Regions from separate parts of the Mus musculus genome. Here region 1 is linked to region 2. Evidence: chromatin contacts called from public HiChIP or PLAC-seq data. All regions are on one chromosome and are shown on one strand. Each heading gives the region's core, a stretch centred on a gene start, on an enhancer-like site or on the middle of the called end of the contact. The rest is flanking DNA. Distances are from core to core; before and after follow the strand shown.

The links. HiChIP or PLAC-seq counts read pairs in DNA pulled down with a chosen protein or histone mark.
Region 1: a contact with region 2 is called in an RNA polymerase II HiChIP or PLAC-seq map of embryonic stem cells, with 27 read pairs. The contact joins the promoter of Nupl2 here to the enhancer-like site in region 2. A contact is called at or near these places in 4 of 39 promoter capture datasets (the HPC-7 cell line, cranial neural crest, embryonic stem cells and 1 more), 7 of 484 Hi-C or Micro-C datasets (cortical neurons, differentiating embryonic stem cells, forebrain and 3 more), 5 of 115 datasets of contacts at active chromatin or transcription factors (the SCID.adh cell line, embryonic stem cells and microglia) and 3 of 9 other capture datasets (adipose tissue, liver and pancreatic islet).

Annotation. Positions count from the first base shown.
Region 1 is chr5:24,163,493-24,170,299 of GRCm38.p6, forward strand. Nupl2 (nucleoporin like 2) reads left to right here and starts at 1,471. Exons shown (of 7, transcript NM_153092.4): 1 at 1,471-1,711; 2 at 3,851-4,073; 3 at 5,804-5,898. The coding sequence starts at 1,585.
Region 2 is chr5:24,123,095-24,130,661 of GRCm38.p6, forward strand. Klhl7 (kelch-like 7) reads left to right here. Exons shown (of 11, transcript NM_026448.3): 2 at 3,728-3,830; 3 at 4,575-4,668; 4 at 4,886-5,010. Among named protein-coding and RNA genes, the nearest start is that of Klhl7, 26 kb to the left of the region's middle. Within about 2 kb of position 1,822, at least 25 of the 459 cell types and tissues checked have an H3K27ac peak or open chromatin away from gene starts, as enhancers often do. A contact at or near this core is called in embryonic stem cells, where this site is marked.

The sequences.
Region 1 (6,807 bases), core at 221-2,720, 40 kb after region 2:
ATTAAATCCTGATTGATCCTTTTGAACCCCTTAATTTTTCCTCCAAAGATTTTTAAGGTTTCACTCTGATATTACCAGTTTTACTCCTTTTAAACATAACTCAATTTGTTGTGGGCGGGTGTGAAGATTCAAAATAGTGGCAGTTCTCACTTTGGTAAGCTGAGGCAGGAGGATGACTGAGACCATGCTAGATTACACCTACATATAGAGCTATCTAGATTGTGTTTCCTATTACTATGACAAACCCTGGTAAAAGCAACCTCAGAAGCATGTGTTGATTCTGGCTCACAGATTAAGGTACAGTCTAGCACAGCTTGGACGGGATTTCAACAGGAGCATGAGACAGCTGGGCACATTGTATTTGCAGTCTAGCAACAGCAATGGATGTTCAACTTGAATTTGCCTTTTTATTCAGTGTGTGCCCACTCCTTTGAGAATGCAGTCCTCATTAAGGGTACATCTTTCCAGTTCAACCTTTGTGAAAGCATCTTCACAGACATGCTCAAAGGTGTGTATCTATGGGGATCTAAGTCTGACCCTCCAAGTCCAGAGATTTGTGTCTATGGTGATTCTAAAAGTAATCAAGTTGACAGTATTTACCATCACAAGTGTTAGGATTACTAGTTAGAGTTTTGCTTTTGATCTCTCCATCCTCTAGCATAACCAAAATATAAAATGAGACTCAAGGTATACTTTGAGTCTGAGGAGTCTCTAAGCTGCCTTCAACTCTTAGTTTATCCCCATTCTCCAATTTTAATTTCCAAGAGCAATTTCATTTCATTGTTATATAATGTACTTGTTTTATACTGATACAGGGTCCTGCATGAGAACTGTAAAGATAATAAATGAAACGTAGTGGGTGTACGGTTTTGATCTTAGCACTAAGGTAGGTGGATTTCTGTGGGTTCGAGGCCAGCTAGTAAGACCGTATCTCAACAAAACAAACAAAACAAACAAAAAACAGTAAATTGGATACTTTCAGAAAACCTTTATCTGAAACTGCTCCTGAGGAAAATCGGGCTGCTTCTGTGTCGGTTTTACTCTTTGTCATTTTTCCTGATGAAATTTCAAAAGGCAACATTTACGTGAAATTTTAAGACATTACCGACTAAGAAACTAATAGATGCTTTTCGCCTGCATTGAGTCCTGTTTCCTGGTTACAGCTGGCTTTCTGTAAATAATCTCTCTTGATAAACAGATTTTTTTTCGTTGTTAAGCCCATTTTTACCTCCCCCCCCCCCAAGTAAATGTAAAGAACGAATGAGTCTCGCAGACTGTATACAGCCAACTAGAGGGTTGCTGGTTGTCTGCTATATCTGGTATTCTCTAGATTCGGGTCCGGGTTCAGGTCCGGGTCCGGGTCCGGGTCAGGGATCCAACGACCGCGTCCCATTTCAGCATACCCGAGCGCTGACAGCTCTGCTCTTCTTAAATCCCATTGGCTAAAGCCCACGCGGCTCACGGCACACTGGTCACAGAGCCTCTGGGCGCGGGGCGATGACGTCACACTAGCCGGGCCTCGGTTGCTGGAGCCTGGGCCCTCGCCGGCGACCGCGAGCAGGGTCGAGCTGGGACGGCGCTACCATGACCATATGCCAGTTTTTCCTTCAAGGCCGGTGCCGCTTCGGAGACCGCTGCTGGAACGAGCATCCCGGCGCCCGGGGTGCGGGCGGGGCTCGGCAGCCGCCACCGCAGCAGCAGCCACCCTCAGGTGACGGTCTGGGAGCCTTGAGCCAGGGCCACTTGCTGCGGACGCACACCTCCACCCCGGGCCCCTGCCCTGGCATGCGACGTCTCACCCCCAGTAGTTTGACAAGTCGTTTCTGATCGTCACACGTGGACAGGCGTTTGGACTTGGGTGCTCCTGTCAAACACTGCGTTTTTAAATTAGAGATATCTTCATCAAAACCTCCTTTTTGGTGAATGGCAGTGGTAGGGAGAATTCACGTGGGTTCATTCAGACCCCTTTCTCTACTCTTTCCCCTTCCTTGTCCGTGATCACAAGCTCTTAAAATCTGGGCTTTAGTTAGTAGCTTCCGACACTGGGTCAAGAACCTTACAAGTTTTGTGGAAAGGGTATTCAGGGGTTAGACATTAAACCAGCACAAAACAAGGTTTTAGAAGTCAGATAAATACGTTTTGTTCTCTTAATTTTGGAACCTAGTTTTTTGTTTGTTTTGGTTTTTAGGTTTTCAGAGATCGGCTTTCTCTGTGTAACAGCCCTAGCTGTCCTGAAAAACTCTTTGTAGACCAGGCTGGCCTTGAACTCACAGAGATCCACCTGCCTCTGCCTCCTGAGTGCTGAAATTAAAGTCATGTGCTACCACTGCCCAGTGGAACCTAGTTCGTGACGTTGTCAGTGGGTGCTTCTCTTTCCCCTTCTCTTTAAGGCTCCTCCAGCCCCTGTGTTCATGCTGGTTTCATATTTCCAGTCTTTTCGTGGAGGAGACAGATTGTATCATCTACAATGCTTCTAGTGAAAGACTCCAAATTAGGAGTCAGGTTCCGATAGATACTGGTATACTCCCAGGGACTGCTGAGAGGAATGTTTGCCATTTGGTCTCTGGAAACCTACTTTAAATGTAGTAATTTGCAAGTAAATGTTCAGTAGATAGATAATTAGGGGAAAAATACAAATAAAACTTTAGAATGAAAAGAAAGAAAAAGAATGCTTTGTAATTTTAAGGCCCACATTTGGGCCTTAAATACCTCTCTCTTTCCCTCTGCTCTGCTCCATCTTACGTAGCTTCCTGTTCCTCCTCCTGTGAGAGCTGGGCATATCCTATTCTGTCAAATTTTTCTCTGATTTGTCACTTTGTCTGGCACTCAATTAGATACCACTTTCAAACATAGCTGCTTCCTTCTACAGACTAACTTTACTTTCGATGTCTGAGATTAAAGCTGTGTACTAAAGGCATGTCTATTTCAGCCAGAGGAGTACTCTATCAGTCTGTTTTTAGTATATATTAAGTGATATATTTTCTAAATCCTAAGATAAATTACCTTTATCCTAGCATAAACTAGGAAGTGATAAGATTAAAAACAGTATCAAAACCTGAAACAAGTCCTATTGGCTTATTATTATTATTTTATGAGTTGTTAGAAATCTACGCTATACTTTACCTATTAGTAAGCTCTGCGATCTCTATATGAAGGATAGGTTGTGGGCATTGTGTCCACAAAGTAAAGACAGAGGCAAACACTTTTTAAATACCTATTTAAGGACAGAAAGTAAAATTTAACCCTTTTTATTATCCAGTTTATTCATTGTTCTCTTTCATTCATTGTCTCTATGGCCCAGTGCAGAAGCATACACACACATCCAATGATAGGTCAAATGAGGGCCTTGACCGAGCTGGGCTCACCGCAAAGCTTTTAGAGATGTTTAGAGTATTTTTTATTTATTCCCTCATGGTCAATTTAATAGGCTTAACACTGAACTCACCGATATGTCTTTATATTTCTATGATCACATTGATCTCACTTTGTTGTTGCTTTTTGTCAGCTTGGGTTTTGGGGTTTTTATTTGCTTTTTGAGATGAGGCCTCACTATATAGTTCTGACTGACCTGGAACTTAGAGACCTGCCTGTCTCTCCCTCCACAGTGCTGTGATTAAATTCTTACACCAACACACCTGGCCTTGATCTCATTTTTTAATATAAAGAGAACATTATGTGACTTGTTATAACATATAACAAACTATAACTCATAAAGGGATTGTCATTTAAAACTAGTAGAAAATAGCACTGTGTATAATGTCAAGACATAATAACATAAAATGTAATAGAGATCTTCAAGATTGGAAAAATTTACCAATTTTCTGATTGTTTGTTTTCTTGATTATTTTAGGGAATAACCGTCGAGGGTGGAATGCCAGCAGCCAGAGGTACTCCAACGTCATCCAGCCTTCCAGCTTCCCCAAGTCCACACCATGGGGTGGCAGCAGAGATCAGGACAAACCACCATTCGGCTCTTTTGATTCTGGGGCTTCTACCAGCAGAGGCTTTGGGTCATCTCAAAACCCTTTTGCTTCACCTCTCTCTGATGAGCAGAAAGATGAAAAGAAACTTCTGTGAGTTAAAAGTGTTGTAGAAAATCAATTGCTTAGCTTTTCCAGAAGCAATTACAGTGTTTTCAGTAAGCAAAACAAGAAAAAGAAGTCACCCGTGGCCCTGTGGCTCAGCCAGTCTGTTCACACTGTGAGCTTCTCAGACCTCATCACTTAGTGTGCGTTCTTAGGTTTGTCTGCTCTGGTCCACTTCCTGCTGTACTAGCATATTTCAAAGGTCAGTCTTGCTTAAACTAAAGTCGGTGTGCTCTGTGCTCTTTACAGAGTATCGGGTAACTCAGAACAATCGCTATCCTCAAGGGTACTGATAATATCACATATTTTTCTTTGTAAAACCTTTATTTCAGTTTCCCTATTTGAAGTTCCATAAAGAGTGAATTTTTAGGTTAGTTTGGGGTGTATTTTTTTTAAGGGGACAAGCAGGCTTTGTTTTATTTGAAAGCAGGGTCTCCCTATGTAGTCCAGGCTGGTTTGTAACTCAGGTCTCACTGCCTCTCTGTCTCCAGAGTGTTGTCACTTCACCAGCCATTTGTTTCTGAAATGCTGAGGACTGTGCCTAAATCTTCAAGCATCAATTGTGTGTGTGTGTGTGTGTGTATGTGTGTGTGTGTGTGTGTGTGTGTGTGTGTGTGTGTGTAACAAGGCAAAGTTCTATTGTGATCCTAAGTGTAATAGCATCCTTTGTGATACCTATCACTTTAGTAGTTAATGGTCACATTCGATATGAAAGAAACATTAATTTAGAGTCAAATGTATAACTTTGTTCAGATTTGCTGTTAAGTGCACAGATCTGAAGGCTGGAGAGGTGGCTTAGCAGTTAAGAACATTGGCTGTCTTTCCAGGGGACCTGAGTTCAATTTCCAGTACCCACACAGCAGCTCACAACTTTTGGTAACTCCAGTTCCAAGGGATTCAACACCCTCACACAGACATACACCAAGGCACATAAAGCTAAAAATAAATTATTTAAAAGTATATGTTTTAAGTACATGGACCTGTTTCCTATATTACAAAGTAGAAAATTTAAGTAAAATATATCTGAAGTCCTATAACCCACTCTTAAATTTTAATGATTCTCTATAACTGGTAGTGGTACTTTTTATTGTTTCCAGTTAAAAATACTGTGCATTGTATTTAGTTCTTTAAAAAATATTATATTTATGATAATTCTTAAGTATATGGATTAGTTTTTCTATTAATTAAAAAGATAGCACTATTAATTATTCTTTATTATTTGTAACTACAAAATACAAGGTGTTTGTTGTTTTGGAAACAGTGTACAGCCCAGATTGACCTTAAACTCACTGTGTTACCTGCCTGGCCTCAAAATTCTCCTCAATCACCCAGGTGCTAGGACTGCAGCTGTGTTCCACCATGCTCAGGTTGTCATTCATAGTTCTGTGAACTTCTGAGGTAGAAAAGAGTCTTCAGAAAAGAAGATGGTGGTGGCACACGCCTTTAATCTGGCACTTCGGAGGCAGAGGCAGGAGGAGCTCTGAATTGAAGCCAGCCTGGCCTACAGAGTGAGTTCCAGGACAGCCAGGGCTACAGAAAGAAACCCTGTCTCAAAAAACAAAACAAAAACAAAAAAAGAAAAGAAAATTAAAAATATGTAAACTTATGTATTTACTAGAATTTAAATTTTTAGTCACTTAACTTCATAAGTAACAAATTTTAATGAGCAAGTAAAATATCCATTACTCTCATTTTTCTTTCTTTTCTTCTTTTTCCAGGGAAGGAATTGTTAAGGACGTAGAAGTTTGGGAGTCGTCGGGACAGTGGATGTTTTCTGTTTACTCGCCAGTGAGAAAGAAACCCAATATTTCAGGTAACTGGGAAACGTGCTTGACTTGTTGGCTGTTTTTTGGTGAGGATGGAACCCAGACCAGCATACATGCTAGGCAAGAGCCCTGCCACTAGGCTATGGATGCAACCCTGTACTTGTATGTGTTTTTAAAATATAAAATTTCTACTGTCTAAAACTAGGCCATGCTAAATAAATTTATTCCAAACTTAGGCACAGCTAGAATTTGATCTTTTTTAAAGTATTCAAGTATCCCAGCTAAATGATTCAGAGACTGAAAGCCATAATGTAATTCTTTTAGTTTATATTATTTATTCTCAAGAAAGAATAATAAAATCAGGATCTACACAGTTTTAATTCAGTCAACTAAGGAGAGGCCCTGCTTTATGGATTCCCTCTGTAAACCCTCAGGATGCCCTCAGTGCTACCTTGTGGCCAGGAGGGTCCCACGCTGCCCTCCATTGGAGCCCTGGCTGCTGCCTTGCCTTTCCTCCTCTTCCCCACCAAGAATCCTGCTTCTTCATAAAGCCTGTCGGAACTCTCAAGGAGCCATAGAGATGGCATCTCTTTAGAAGACTCCTTTCTTTCCATTTGGTTTTTCCCATGATCCCTATGACTGCCAAGTTCTTCCAAGCCTCTCATGGAGAGCCTAAGTCTCTCCTGTTGAGACAGCAGGCGTGGCCCAGCCCAGCCCAGAAGTCAGGGTCAGATTCCAGGAGCGCTGCTGGGCCTCACCCCTCACCTCTGGCTCACCACCACCACTCTCTTATTCAGGTAAAAACTCTTTACTGACTTTCATTTGTCCTGCACCCTGATCTGCATTTGAGGGACACATAAACCATGAGCGGTTGGGGTTCTTCCCGGAACCTTGTATCCTGGAGGAAAGAAAACAAGAAACCATGACAACAGACCGTTTAAGATAGTGGTAGTTTC
Region 2 (7,567 bases), core at 572-3,071:
GGAAGTCCCTTCTTGGTGCAGGGCAGGGGAGTTTGACCAGGAGCGGTGACAGTAGGGGGCTTTTAACAGCTAGTGAGGAATTGGGAGGAGTTGGAAGAAGTTGGGAGGAGAGTTGGCTACAGCTCCTTTCTGGTGAGGGGGAGAGTGAGCTGCAGCCTCCTCTCCTGGTCTATCTCCATGTCCTTGTAGGTCTTCCTACAGTTATGGAATCTCTAGCTGGAAGGCACAGAAACAAAAGCTTTTTGCTGGCTATAGAGAACAAAGAGCTTCTTTCTGGCTGTATTTTTAGAGATCAGGGAAAATAAGCTTGGGAAACATCCAGGGGCATTACCTTCTAGGGGAGAAACGCTCTAAGTTGGGGTCTCACACTATGTTTTATCTCTGATATCTTAGCAGTGTGATTATAAGTTAAGAATTTTTTTCTAAATCTTGTTTCCAAATGTTACTTTCTCCATTTTACTTCATCGCTGATGTTTTAGGTTTTTTCTTAGTCTGATTTATAAATTTTCAAAATTTTTGTCTAAGGCTTTATCTCTGAGAAGGCAATAGTACTGTTAAGGTGAAAATGAGGATTATTAGTATGATAATTGTCATAATCAGTGATATGCTACTTCCAGTTTAGATGTATCTGTTTCTCTTATTTGTGTCTTTGAACCATTTAAAAGAGATCAGATAAGCTAGACAACCTCTGTCATTGTTCATCTTTATAGTTATCAATTTTGGATTATTTTTATATATGTGTGTGAAATTTAAATCCAGTTTTCTTCCCTTTTCAGTCTTAAAACAATTTTTTTACCTTCTCTGAAAAGAAGTTTTGGTTCATTTGGATTCTTTCTGTGTGTCCTTTTTTTGTCTCCCTTTATTGTTTAGCTCAGGACACTGCCACTGTCCTTGGCCCTCTGGTTAACAGGAAAGGGTGAATTGCAGAAAAACCGCAGTTTTGTCTTATGCCACTGCAGTCCTGGGCCCTTGTGTGTGCAGCATATACTCACAAATACCTCCTATGGCTTTCCCCCACTCTGAGAAGGTGACTGTAGTTCAGCACTCTCAGGTTTAACTGAGAGCTGTGTTTTGAACTTGTGTGTTTCTGCTCTGTGTTCATTAGAGGAATGACCCCTCAGACTCTGTCTCCCTGCCCCTCAGCTAGCCTAGCTGTACTGAGTTGAGTTCTCCTTTGACCTGCTAAAGTCCTGCTTCCATCCTACTCTTAGAAGTGCTGCCTTTGTCTCTTGCTGTAGCAGCTGGGGCACAAATCCTGTCCTGGGGCAGGATTTCTGTTAGTCTGAGAGAGAATGCAGGCTCAGGGGCCTCAATCAAGTGCTCTGTAGCCCAGCAGGGCCCTTTGTTTCCTGCTCTTTACCCACTACTCTGTCTAATACCTGAATATGAATGAAAAGGTTTAAATTACATGCCTTCCATGTTGAGTGCCATCAGCCCCGCCCCCTCCCTAATAACAACTCTGAGACTCAAAATATATTTATAAACACTTTTGGCCTTATGCTTTGGTTGATTCCCTGATTAGATCATAACTTAATATCCCATTCATTCTAGTCTAAGTTCTGCCACATGGCTAGCCCCCAGGCTTCTGTCCTCCATGTTCCTGGGTGAATTTCCCACACGTCTCTTTCCCAGAATCCTTTTTTCCTACCAGATGTCCCTCCTTCTATTCTACCCCTTCCTATATATAGCCCATAGGTTTTTTTTGTTTTGTTTTGTTTTTTTTTTTGTTTTTTTTACTGACAGGTGCTGTGTCTACACAGTACATCAGAGATTCTGTGTGCACTACTTTGCATATTTTAGTATGGCATATGGCAAGTCACCCGAGGACTGTTGCTTGTTTGCACCCTACTCACATAGGTCAGACAGTGAACCTTTAAAAGCTCAGCTTTCTATGGAAGCAACAATAGCTTTAGGGGCTACCAATCTGCATAAGATTCTAAGTACTGGCCCACAAAACTTAACAAATCTTGAAATAGACTAAATGTAAAGTTCTGTATCTCTTTTAGTCTGCTTTGGGTGGCTCCTTTCCTTTTTCCTAAGTATTAGCATCTTACTTGGATTTTTATTCGCAAAATAAAGTAGGATTGGTGGAATGGCTTAATGGGTAAGAGCACTTGCTGTGTAAGCAAGAGGAGCTGGTTTCAAATTCCCACAGAAAAGCCCCACAAAGCAAATGTGTTTATAACCGAGTGGAAGGTGGAGAGATCTGGTCCTGAAAGCCCTCTCGTCCAGCCTCACAAAGACAGCCAGCTTTATGTTCATTGAGAGATTTAGTCAGTTAGTGGAGGTAGGTGGAGGAGGGAGACAACGGGATAACCTTTTTTGACCACTGAATGCACAGGCCATGTATGTATACTTATCTGCATATATGTGGTACACGCATACGCATGCATGCACGCATGTGTGTACTCACATAAACAAAATAGCTAAATAGTAGGAAATGTCAATTTTTCAAAAACTATTAGTAAAATACTTATTTAGGAAAACACTTAAAATTTGCAAAAACTGTATCTGCTAAGCTACTAAATTATTGATTTGCAACAAGATTTACAAACCACTTAATATGGGGCTGGAAAGATGGCTCAGCAAAGGACCCAGGTTCAATTCCCATCACTCACATGGCATTTAAAAACCATCCCGATGCCTGGGGATTGACATCCTCATCTGACTCCCTCAGGGGTCATGTGGTACACAGACATACTTACAATCAAAACACCCATACACATAACAGTTAAAACTTAAAATAAAAAAAAAAAAGAATAATGGAATATGTTACCTCCCAGTGGTTAGAATATCTTCAGCTTCATTGTGAATATATTTTTTGATGTGTTCCCCCAAAGACATTTCTTTTTCTTTAAAAGTCATCTGTAAGGTGCTAACCCTTGATGTATTTTCAGTACTCCTTTTTTTCCCTATCCTTTTGAAGTTTAAGTTATTGCAGGCCTACCTTCTTTGCACAGCCTAGAGTGTCACTGCTGTTGTCTTGGTCAGGAATTAGTTTAGAAATGGCTGCTATCCAGCTTCTATTTAAAGGATGTTTGTGAGACAAGCTATTTAAGGGAAGATTGCTAAAGAGTCACTTCATTTACTCTGTGTCTGAGTCCTTTCTGGTTCCCACTACCTTTTTGGGTTATGTGCCATATTCTCTGGATTTTACCAAGCATTGATAACTTGCACATATTATATCATTTAATTGTCCCCTTCCCTGTTGAAAGCTAACAATAAAGGCCTTAGAATTTATGACAGGAAAAAAGTTTTGGCTTCCCTGAAGGATTAGCAGACTCTTTTTCTATTGACAGTCAAAGCAAGATAGGATGTCCTTATACAGCCCAGACTGGCCTCAGAGTGATTCTCCTCAGCCTCTGGGCGGCTGTGTACCACCCATGCAGCTCTGCAGACTTTTGTTTTGTTTGTTTCTCTTTTGTTTTTCAGGATAGGGTCTCTTTCTATAATCTTGGCTGTCCTGGAATCCCCTTTATATACCAGACTTGCTTTTAATACACTAACTTGTGTTTCTCTTGACTGTTGGAAGTATAGTACCAAATGTTGATACTATCTAACAGGTACTCTAAGTCTTTGACAAATGCTCTCTAAAGTGTGTGGAAAGGATATAAGTAGAAAATATGTACAGGCATTACAGCATTTGGTAGGTTCCTACTTTGCTATACTTACTATTGCTGAGCTCCAACCAGTGAGCTCCTTTTCATATACTTTTCTCCTCTACTAGAGAACACTGTGTGACGTGATCCTCACTGTCCAGGAAAGAAAGATCCCCGCTCACCGCGTTGTCCTGGCTGCAGCCAGTCACTTCTTTAACTTAATGTTCACAAGTAAGTGTTTTTAGGTTAAAAACTATTGTTTTTTTCTATGAGAATTGGGTAGAGTCTAAATAAGCATTTTTTTTTCTAGTTTTTAAAGCTTTTTATAACTTAAGGCTACAAGACAGTAAAGAGAATGAGAGTGGTCAGCTGTGATGTCGGTCACACAGTGAATGCTCCTTCATTAGCCCCAAGTGGAGGACGGAGGGAAAGGAGACATACTGTCGTGGAAAAAAGTCTATTTTTAGCTGAAACCTAGAGCCTGATTACACCCTTCAGTATTGCCTTATGAGGATTGGTTTGTTGATCTCAGACAGGAGCCAGCCAGGACGGGGCTTGGAACTTTGAGTTGTCCTCTTCCCTCTGCCTCCTCCCTAGTGCTGGGATTGCAGGTGTGCATCATGACACCTGTCTCTTCTCTGTGATCTTCATCAACTTAAATAGTGAACCTGCCTCAGGTGTTGACTTTGATGCCCTACCTATCTCTGAGAATTTGGAGGATATTAGAGAAGAGTGACGCTGAATTATTTTAGGTCTTGGAAGGGAAAAAAATCTAGTTTTCTGTCTTTCCCATTTATACTTGAGGAAGCTGTTAGCTCAATTCAACAGGTGCTACTAAGATAAAGAGTTTTTGTATTTATTCCCTCTAGAAATAACAGTCCTAGTGGTCACTGTGTTTACTGTAACCTGGCATGGCCGGTTCCTCAGTTAAACCTGTGATAGTGCTGGTATCATTCATGTTTGTTCTTCTTTTAGCTAACATGCTTGAATCTAAGTCCTTTGAAGTAGAACTCAAAGATGCTGAACCTGATATTATTGAACAACTGGTGGAATTTGCTTATACTGCTAGGTGAGTTAAAAAGAATCATTCTTTTGGGGGGAATAAAATTGGGGTCTGACACAGAAAAACATCATTGTGACAAATTGGTTTGCTCCTGACTTCTTAGAACAAAAAACTGTAATGGAGGAATTAGAGGGATCCTAATGTCATAGGAGAGTACACTTCACAGTAATATTATTTAAGCAATTAAAAATTGTGTGAAATTAATATTCCCTTTAACTTACAGAATTTCTGTGAATAGCAACAATGTTCAGTCTTTGTTAGATGCAGCAAATCAGTACCAGATTGAACCTGTGAAGAAAATGTGTGTTGATTTTTTGAAAGAACAAGTTGATGCTTCAAATTGTCTTGGTAAGAAATACCAGATTCCTGGCTTTTTTTTTTTTTTTTTTTTAATCCTCATTGTGTATTTAAATAAAGAAAAAAACATATTGGTAAGACTTTTCATCTAACCTTAAACTAGTATCCAATGAAACTTTTTTAAAAGGCAGCAATAAGCTCAATAAATACAGTGTTACTATTTTCTAAAATTAATATGGCTTTTACAGTTAGTTTTTACTTATCGAAGATAAGGAACAGGAGTGCCATCCATTTGTGGTAGTGTTATATGAAAAACACGAACATTTCTCAGTGAAGATTGTCTATAACTTCTCTAACCTAAGTCCTGGAGTCATCTGTTGCTTGCTTGGAGCACCATGCTGTCTCTCCACTGTCACTGTAAACAGGGACATCATAAACTAAGGTGCTAGTTGAAGCACTGCTGTAGTTCTTCATTTGAAGCTATTGCCTCCAGTAAATAAGTTGTCCTTGAGAGAATCGGAGAAAGTAATCCAGCTGTCTTAATTTTAGTTTGCATTTTACTGTGGGATGATCCTTAGTGCCAATCCCTAGTGTAATTCCATTTTCCTACCCTACTGCAATTCACAGGCTTCAGGGAAAGAACAGGCTAGAGATCCAGGGCAGAACAAAGTAGAATCAAGGGAATAGAGAGGCCTGGAGCTGAGTTAACGCTGAGATTTTTGATTCAAGGGAAAGACAGGAAAGTAAACCCTGGGCAGCGGCCTTCTCAAGATGCTTGGGCCTCTTGGGTCCCACTTCTATACTTTCTTTCCTCAGGGCACTTATACTCCTGCACACATACTGTGAACCCGGGAGGGAAATGTGGAAGGCAGTCAGAAAGGAAACAGGATAGATGTAGAAGAGAATAAACATCAGATGAAAGGAATAAAAATGAGACTGCTCTAGTGTCCAGAAAAGGAGCTGTAGTTGATGGATTACATTGTTGTTACCCTGGAGTCAACATGGAGAAGGAAGTCAATACTGCCTGCTATTGAGCTGTGTGTCAGGTGCTCTCTGGCTGAAACCCCATTTCTGTACTGTAGCTTACAGCTCTATTCTTGTAGCTTTATTCCTAATATTAAATTATCTTTCCTTGTATAAGTAAGGAATCTGACACCATGTGTTTACAGAAGGGATTTACTTTCAACCCCTTGGGCGTGAGGAAGCTAGAGAGATGAGGGCTTGCTGTTGTTGCAGAGGTCTCAGGTTTGGTTTCTAACACTCAGCATGTCTATAACTCTAGTTTCAGGGTATCCTTCACACATACACACAGTTAAACATACATGTGCAGGCAGACACACAGATTAAATAAATAAAAATTTTCAAAAAACATTTTTGGAATAATTCCTTAGCATTGTAAATTTATTGGCATGAATCAACTGCAAACAAAAATGTCTTTTTAAAAGTCCTAGAGATAGGACAAAATATAGTGTGTAGAACCTGAGGTGAGTTTTTGTTGTGTGTTGTGTCTAGTGCTTCTAAAGGGAACATGCTGACATTTGCCTATTTCTTGCTACCATTTTGTGTGGTGTCTTAGTCAGGGTTTCTATTCCTGCACAAACATCATGACCAAAAAATAAGTTGGGGAGGAAAGGGTTTATTCAGCTTACACTTTCCACATTGCTGTTCATCACCAAGGAAAGTCAGGACTGGAACTCAAGCAGGTCAGGAAGCAGGAGCTGATGCAGAGGCCATGGAGGGATGTTCTTTACTGGCTTGCTTCTCCTGGCTTGCTCAGCCTGCTCTCTTATAGAACCAAGACTACCAGCCCAGAGATGGTCCCACCCACAAGGGGACCTTTCCCCCTTGATCACTAATTGAGAAAATGCCTTACAGTTGGATCTCATGGAGGCATTTGCTCAACTGAAGCTCCTTTCTCTGTGATAACTCCAGCTGTGTCAAGTTGACACACAGAACCAGCCAGTACATGTGGTTTCTGTTTGTTTTTGTGGTACTTGAAATTGAATTCAGGGCCTTGTACATGTTAGGAAAGCATTCTGCTGCTAAGCTGCCATCACTGTTAACAAAGCTGATAGATAACGTGACCTCAGTGACCTAGAAAAGATTCTGGGCCTAAGCCTGTAACAAAGACAGAGGCTTCAGCTAGGCATGGTGGTTGAGATGAGAAGATAGCCCCTAGTTCAAGGCCAGCCTGGCTACAGTATGAGACCTTGTCTTACAGTCCCTCAGTGACTTGGTAGAGGTGGGATGAGAAGACCTGCTTCTGTCTGTTTTCTCTGTGGATCTGAGCATAGCTATCACGCCAGCCAGCTAGAGAACTCCTCCCTAAGATTTCCTTTTGTTTCTCCACTGCTCAAGATTCCTATACAATCTAAATTCCACAGTGCTAAAGGAACCCATGGAAACTGAATGAATTGGGCAAAATTCAGTCACACATGATGATGCATATGTCTGTAATCCAGTACTGAGAGAACAGAGGCACATTCAAGACCAGCTTGGTTCATATAGCTAGTGCAGGTTAGCCTAGGCTGTATAGTGAGACCTGGACTCAAAATAAAACAAAATCGTACAAAGTTCAAGGAAGCCTAGTAGCTTGAGAGACAGAAAA